Linked DNA regions of Arachis hypogaea: region 1 is linked to region 2. A link is a contact called in public Hi-C data. All regions are on one chromosome and are shown on one strand. The core of a region is the stretch at or near the end of the contact, and the rest is flanking DNA. Distances in the headings are between cores, read along the strand shown. Region 1 holds the start of LOC112741169 (transcription factor MUTE). Region 2 has its middle 7.9 kb from the start of LOC140178244.

What was found. Hi-C and Micro-C count contacts between places; a contact is called where the count stands out from the background.
Region 1: a Hi-C map of an unstated tissue shows a contact between it and region 2, with 3 times the contacts expected there. The contact joins the promoter of LOC112741169 here to the enhancer-like site in region 2. A contact is called at or near these places in 3 of 8 Hi-C or Micro-C datasets (leaf and an unstated tissue).

What each region holds. Positions count from the first base shown.
Region 1 is chr14:5,594,343-5,598,868 of arahy.Tifrunner.gnm2.J5K5, forward strand. LOC112741169 (transcription factor MUTE) reads right to left here and starts at 1,468. Exons shown (of 2, transcript XR_003171386.2): 1 at 1,333-1,468. LOC112741168 reads left to right here and starts at 1,940. Exons shown (of 4, transcript XM_072213656.1): 1 at 1,940-2,081; 2 at 2,678-2,941; 3 at 4,502-4,526. The coding sequence starts at 2,903.
Region 2 is chr14:5,532,498-5,536,453 of arahy.Tifrunner.gnm2.J5K5, forward strand. No RefSeq gene overlaps it. Among protein-coding and RNA genes, the nearest start is that of LOC140178244, 7.9 kb to the left of the region's middle. Within about 2 kb of position 1,799, at least 1 of the 3 cell types and tissues checked has open chromatin away from gene starts, as enhancers often do.

The DNA.
Region 1 (4,526 bases), core at 218-2,717, 62 kb after region 2:
ATCAGGATAAGTATGGCGCAAATCATCAGCACTCTCCCACGACGTGTTGGCACTCGGCCCCTGACCCCATTTGATCCGCAATTGAATAATCTCTTTACCATCTTTGATGACTGTTCTCGTACCCAGAATCTCTTGCGGTTCCAATAAAGGACCCAACTCTGTTGTGCATAGAGGAAGGGGGAGATAATGGTCAACCTTCTCACCCCTAAACTTCTTTAAAGCTGATATGTGAAACACATTATGAATCTTGGCTTCAGGAGGCAGTGCCAATTTATAAGCCATGGCACTAAGCTTACGACAGATCTTAAATGGCCCGAAATAGCGCATCGCCAATTTTTTATGCTTCCTCAAAGCAACTGAATGCTGTATATAAGGTTGAAACTTCACCAACACGAAATCACCCTCTTCAAATTCAACCAAACGTCACTGCTTGTCTGCAACTTAGATTTTGGTTGACATATTTTGCTCAACTTTGCTTTTCGCTGACCATATTTGTTAGCTCCTTAGGGGAAATTGCCTACAAATGACCTTAGATAAAGTTTGGACAGAGCAATTTTATCAAGGATATTACTAGGGGTATAGAATATAACAACAGAGTTTGATGATTAGATTATGGTTTCTCACAGCAGAGGCCTAGCATAAATGGCATATCTGTATGTAGTTTAAGAACCCATAATGTGTGTGAGTGAAGGGTGTGTGCGTAGTGTATAATAACCAAAAAATAAAAGATTATGGTTTCTCAGATGACAGAATGGACAGCCACATATATCAGTACTCTTCATTTCCATCCTCCTTCGAAGAAACTTGTAGGCGAAAATACTAGAACTAGTTTCAATTTACAGCTCTGTAGATTATTGTCCTATTAGATGGCACTTATCTTGGCTCTTTGGAGAGAGGGGAAAAAAAGACGACAAACAAGAATAACAAAACCTCAAACTCACACAAACTAAGTATTAACTACTAAGATTTCTATAGCAGGAAACCAGAAATAACTACAAACTACAAATATAAAGGTATTCATCGAGTGAAAATTCTCCCCTTTTATCTTTGGCAATAATTGCAATAAACAATTGTAAATAAGTTCCTGAATAAGCTTCATTGATGTCGAAAATCCATTCATACAAGGGCTAATCATCCTAAATATCAAAACGGTGGAAAGGCATAGTTACCTTCTTCAAGCTTATATTCTAATACCTGAATATTAACCAATCAATGAAGACAAATGTAGAATTGGTAAAAATGTTGTCCAGAAACACAGAAGAGCTAGTAAAAACAATGGTACACCAAAAAAAGGACCTTTTTTACGATAAACATGAATTGGATATGACTTACTTGCGACGTATAGGTTTCTCTTTGTAATTCTTCTTCGACGCAGTCATTGGTGTAGTGTAATTTTGTCCGGGGTTGAAATCAAGTTGAAATTCCCAATTCGTTCGAAAACTCCGTGGTTAGGGTTTTACGCTTGAAGCTGAACCAAAAAGAATCGTGAAGTTTTTTGGAGCAAACTTAAATTACGGTTAGGAGTGTGCACGGGTAGCGGGTACTCGATTACCCGTCCGAACCCGAACCGAACCAATTAAATTGATTTTGGAACCGATGGATAATCGGGTCCAACCTAAACCAAACCGATGACATTTACTAATGATTGGTTTGGGTATCGGTTTTAGGGGCGCGGAAGCCAAACTAACCCGTGAACCCGATCATAATTAATTAAATAAAATATATATACCCTAATACTATCTCACTAACGGCGCAACCATGGAGTAGACCCAGAAAGTAGAAACCCTAGCAGAGGCGGAGCTTTCTCCTACCACGCAACCAGCTTCTCCAATCTTCATCGCTTCTCCATTAGGCTTCAGGCGCATCGTCTTCTCCACCTCGTCCGTGGACCATCTGGTGCATCGTCTTCTCCATCGTCTTTCTGGTAGCGGCAGTGACGCAGCAACCAACTTTCTCTCCGTTGTTGGCGTCTCAGTCGGTATCTCTGTCAGCATCGTTGTTCGCGGTTCCCTCTCCAGCAGCCAGCTTCGTCTTCAATCAGCCGTTCCTTCTGCAGCAGCCAGCTTTCTCCAAGCTCCAACGTCGTCTTCTCTATAATTTTTGGGGAATGTTATATGTTAAAGTGTTAACTGTTTTATTTTCTGTTTAATTTTTGAAATTATACATTCTTAGTTGTTGTTGAATAAAGCAATCTTGATCACTCTGAAGCAATCGTGCTGTTCAATTTTTTAAATATTAATAGAATCTTGCTCTTATGTAAAAGCTAGATTTGATTTTGAACTGAGGATTTTCTATAAGCTAATTTTGATTTTTAACTTTAAAAATATTATGCTATTCATTTACTATTATAATTCATGGTAGCAGATAAACGAAGAAAAAATTGAAAGAAAGCTAGAACTGAATTTTACTAATGGTGAGATTTAGATTTGTATTAGCGGTACACACTATATATAAGTTAGTAACTATGAAGAAATTATATGTAAACTATACTCTGATTAGTTGAGTAATTAAATGAATACTCTGCAGTGTTATATTTTTTATTGTAAACTTCCATTTTGGGGACATAATGCTTGCAATGTTAATAAATACTCTGCAGTAAGGTCTTTCAATTGTACTAATTGGTAATAGCCACACTGATCTTTACGTCTAAATACTCTTTTAAAAACTTGGGTGACAGACTGGCGAAGAAGCAGGTGTCACAACGAAAGGTGACATCGACTGACAAAGAGGAAGGAAGTTGTTTTCACGAGTCACGACTGGCAGTGGCGACGCCGATCAGAACGCGAGCAGATTTGACGATGAGAAATTGAGAATTTAGAGCTCCTTCCACTTCGATTCGGTTACCTAATTTAACTAATTTCTCCGTACAAAACTCCGTTTCCATTTTACGGCGTTTACCGCCATGGAAGCCACCGACGACGTAGAATCCCCCACACCGATTGTACGAAACTCCTCACATCTTTCTTTATTCCTCAATTTTATATCATTATTATTCTTAAATTGATCTAGCTATAATATTTGATATAGTAGCATTAGGCAAAGAATTTGAGTAGGGTTCACTAGAATTTCCTTGTTTATATGAAGGTATTGGTAAGTGAACTGGTTTCCTTGCCACTGCACAAAGATATTAATATAGTGAATATGTATTTGATCAACCTTAGGTCAATCTGTATTGGTATACTGGAAATAATTTAGTAAATTGGGAAAAGCATTGATTTGGGCCCATTTCCTTTTCTTCTAGGTTCCTGAAGATAACTATGAAATGTGTTTGCCTTCACCATCCTGAGTTCATTCAATTATTAGTTTCATTGATATTATCTAATTTCCTTTACCAAGCCTCCCCAAAGTTAGCAGGAACTGTTAACTGGGGTACAACAACTGTTATTGGAATATTTGATGGCATGTTATACGGCGGTAGCAAGGAGGCAGCTGCTTCTGTTGTAAGTTCTTATTACAAGAGGCCTCGATTCCTTTTTCTTCATTTTTCCCCCATATGGCTATGAGAGTGTTTTATGCTGAATACAGAACGGGTGTTACTGCTAACATCCAAACTACAATCATGGATTTCATTCTTTACATTATAGAATTCAATGTTGCGTGTAACTCCGTGTATGAAAGTGATCTTCTTTTGCATACTGTTAGATGTGTCACGAATAACACTTTGGTGTTGATGTCGAAAGAAATTTTTTTTCCTTTTTTGTGGATGCAGAGGATTTATTTTCCTTGAAAAACTACTTGTATATAACGTTAAGCTACCTTCCATAACATGGTAAGAAACTATTTAGAGTTAAATGTACTTGAACTTTATCTTTGATATTGTTTTTTCATAATCCAAAAAATGTTAGAGTTTTTGCTCAATCCTTCTTGCTTGATGAGATTTATTTTCTTGGGGAACTAGTAATATCAGAAGGAAGGTGTAAACCAATCCATTAGTGTACCATAAAGATGTCAAAAGATTGTCTAATCCCGTCAACATTCTAATCCCGTCAACAGGCTAGCATAAAGATATACTTGATCGATTTGTAGGTTTTCAAGAGCTTAAGCTAAAAAAGCTGGAGTTGTTTTAATTTGTTGAATTGCAATTGCAGTACAAAAAATAACTGAGTACTTACTTTCTTAAATGAATGCAAAGATGTTTCTGTTTTGTCACAATAGATAGTATATATCCTCTTTATTCATGTCATCTAATGTGAAGTTTCACTCTTTTCTACTATTTGTATAAGCTTGTTTTCCTTTTAATGCATTGCTATGAAGTTGAGGAGATAAATACCTGACCCACTTCAATAATCAATAGATGGAATGAATGCTAATATCTGAATACAAAAATAAACCTTACTAGCATTTTCTTTAGACAGAGAAACAAAACCCATGAACATAGTGCTATGGTTTATGTTTTCTTTGTTGATTAAACATTCTGTTGTCAAGTATGTGAAGGCGGAGGTTTTATTTTTTATTATCCAATTTTAGTCATGGTATTTATAAGTTCCTAATGTTTTGCTAGAGCAAGGACGCAGAAGTGACATTGA
Region 2 (3,956 bases), core at 549-3,048:
AAATTATTATTTAACAATACTAAATTATTAATTTTTTGTAAAAACAACATGAGTTTTCATCTTATATTTGTTGTCATTTTGAATGTACTATTTAATTGTCTTTATTTTCTTGGAGTTGAATTTTTTCTAAACTAAAAATTTATTTATCCAATACACATGTTAAAAATTTTATTTAAAGTAATGCAAGAATCAACTTATCTAACATAAATATTTTTTTAAGTCTTTTAGAATAATAAATTTTTTTTAAGAACTAAAATAATCGATCTAAAATTTCTTCGGTACAATTTAAATATTTGATCTTTGTTATATATATAGATTCTTATGTTTGGATAATTTAATCGTGTAATATTTCTCATGTTTTATTGATTATTATAATTCATATTTATAATAATCCTCTATGCAGCTGTCTCGCATATAAAGTGTGTTAATAATAACAAAGTAATAGATATATGGTAAGCATATCACAAGATGAAGATCAAAGTGTTAATGTGTCTCAAACTTAAATATAAGTAGGAACTAAAAGATTTTTATATTTACATTAGAAATATATTCTTGAGTCATTAACCAGTGCAAATATAAAAACTTTTTAACCCTTAGTTGTATAGAAAAAAAAAAGTTATTCATATGACATTATTGTTATCATAAATAGCATAACGTTGTTTATAAATATTCAATGTATTTTTGAGAATATATGAAGGGGCTATTTTTTTTTTGGTGTGTACCAGGGTATCCATCAGGCCGGAAGCCCAATGACTAATCCCTCGGGTACTGCAGAGGCACACAAAGTGGGCGACCCTCCCAAGCAAGCAAACTCCATTCCCATCCTCCAGTGAGTATCGAACCCGAGAGAGATGGTTAAGGGACACAGACCCTCATCCATCTGTGCCAACTTGCGTTGGTTGAAGGGGCTATTTAATAACATCTCCCAATTATTTTTTCGTATGTTGTTGGACCCAAATAAAAAAACTAAGATATCACAAGCCCATGAGAATAATAACTACTATGTTTGGAGGTCCAACCCAAGACTAGAGAATTTGAGTATGGTTTCCTTCTGGTTGAATCTGTGTTTTCCTGCTTCTTCAATAGGTTAGGCGTGAAAGAGTGAAGAGAGAGAATGAGTTACTGTTTGTTTGTTATTTTTACCCCACACGTACGATTAAACAACCCCAACTACAATTAGGGACGGATACAAAGGGCCACTGAAAGCCTCGGCCTCTAAATTTTTTTTTAAAAAAATTAATAGTAATAAGTTATTAAATATAATTTAATTTTTTAAAAAAATTATTTAATATTTAATTTAATATAAATAAAAATTAAATTCAATTTAAATATTAATAATTTTTAATATTTAAAAAGTAAATAATAATATCAAAAAAATTTTTAAAAAATATTATTATTAATATTTTTTAATTAAATAAAATTTTTTAAATCTTATAAAGTGAATTTTTTTATTTTTGTAATTGTCTTTTTTGATTTATTTAGTATTTTAATTTTCTTTCTTTCAATTGTTATAACTGAAAATTTTTTTTTTAACTATAAATATTTCTTGTTAAATTAGTAGAAAGTGCACATATTTTTGTATTTTAAAATATATTATCTATAAATATATATGGCACACTCGTCAAGATTTAAACCCAAATACAATATATTAAGAATTATATAATTTTACCACTTAAACTAAGTCTCAGTTATATTATTGTTTGAATTCATGGGTATGGGTTATTTTTGGGTTGGGTCAATTCCATCCGGCCTTACCCGGAAAAAAAGGAGAGAAATGGCCCAGTTCAAGAGAAGACCTTCCTTGACAAAAAAATATATAAAAAAAGAGAAGACCTTGGAGTGGTTGAAAATAAATAGGGTGTAATCTAGACTTGACCCAAAATATAGATCAGATTTAATTTTTAGACTCTAATTCGATCCTAGACTTGATGAAACCTACGCACCTTTGGGTCGGGTGAAAACCGAGTCTTTATCATGTAAAAATCACCTCATCTCCAACCATTATTTCACAATTCACATAGTAAAATTCACTTAAAAAAAATATAACAAGAACCAACCCTTCTCTAAAATTAAAGCATAACCATAATCAATACTAATATTGTCTAATAACACCAAATATTTAAATCAATATAAATAACACAATATTATGCATTAGTCTAAAGTCTTATGCATTTTAAACATAAAATATTAACTTATAATCTTATGATGTCTAATAACACAAAATATTAAGGTTTACAATATTTAAATTCCACAAAAGAATAGCCATCATCAATCACTAATAACACGACCGGGCCACCGGACCGAGTTCGGGCGACCCAAGCTATGGCTCGGACCCGACCCGAAATAATGACCAGATCTATTTTTGAGACCATTACCTGAACTTAGACCCGATAAAATCACACCAAATCAGCCCCTTAAGTGTTCAGGACCGGGAAGGACCATGTACACCCCTAGTTGAAAATTTGGTTCAAGTGGCATATCATATGTCTGCTAAACAATCACATTCGAATTTAAATCTCATTAGTGGGAAAAAGAAATCCATATATTGTGTGTGGGGGTGTGTTGTGATGTAAAGACAGAAACAAAAAAAAAGAGAAGACATTGGAAGATAGTTTTTGTTTTGCTTTTTTAGTTGCATGGGGTGAATTGAGAATGAGATAGAGAGAGTGTAAAGAATGAGAGAAGTGAGCTATTGTATGTGTGACAGGAATATAATTGTATACACCACTGCTATAAGCAGAATTTATACTAATGGAACACTACATAAGAGTGGAAGGAAACAAATTCTTGGTTCTGATATACCAGTCCTACTTCAAGCTATGAAGTATAGACAAGTTACCAATTCATATCTTTCTAAAGAGTGTTGTCCCACCTAAATCACTCAAAGTATAGTTATTAAAAGTTTAAAACCAAACCAAAAATCAAATATATATAAAATCACTGAATTCAATTATTAGTTCAACCTGTAAGTTATAGGTTGAATTAGTTGATTTGGTTATAACAGAATTTGATAACCATGACTGGAAGCTAAGAAACCAAAAATCCACACTTGATAAATTTTTTCCTCAGCCACTAGTCACCATCCTTCTTCAATAAGAAAGAGGTAAAAGAAATGGTACAAAGTAACGTAACAAGCAACATCTAATTAAGTTTAACGAAGTAATTAATATTAACTCTTACGGAATAAATTGAAGTAAAGCAAACGGAAAAATAAATACAACAGACTTGCGCTATGGACATATAAATATATATTGAAAATATACAAAAATATTAAATGTATACTAAAAATCATCTACTAAATTAATTTATATATAGTAAATTTTACTCTATCCTTTCTATAATAACATGTATATTATCCTCTCTGACATGTCACTCTTTAATTGGTGGTTATGTTCACTATGGTTAAACTATTGGTAATTAAATTATAGCCCAAAGTGGATAATTGTATAATTTACTAAACTATTAAAAATTTAATTTTTGTTTCTTACCCAAATCATGCTCCCAAAAAATGAATCCTTGCTTTTCAATTGGTGATGTTATATCAAAGGCATGTTGTGACTTTGCAGAATCAATTAGCCAAGATCGTGAAGACTTATTGCAAATGTTGATCCTTAGGAAGGAAATTCCAGCATGGTTTGAGCATCAGGAAGAAGATGATGGAGTATCAATGTCATTTCCCCAAAATTGTCCTTCAATTAAAATCATTGCACTTGCTCTTTGTTTCCTAATTGAAATTGAAGAATATATTGACTCTGCAACGGTGAATAATTTATTAATATCAAATAAAATCATTAATATTTAATTACAAAATTACCCTACTTTAGTTAAGATATTAACTTTTATTGAGTTAAATTAACTCAAACTAAAACTAAACATTCAATTAAAACATGTCACGTCACAAGGAGTAATTTACATATTGATTTAGAGGGAGTTGGATAGAACTCACCTTTATATAT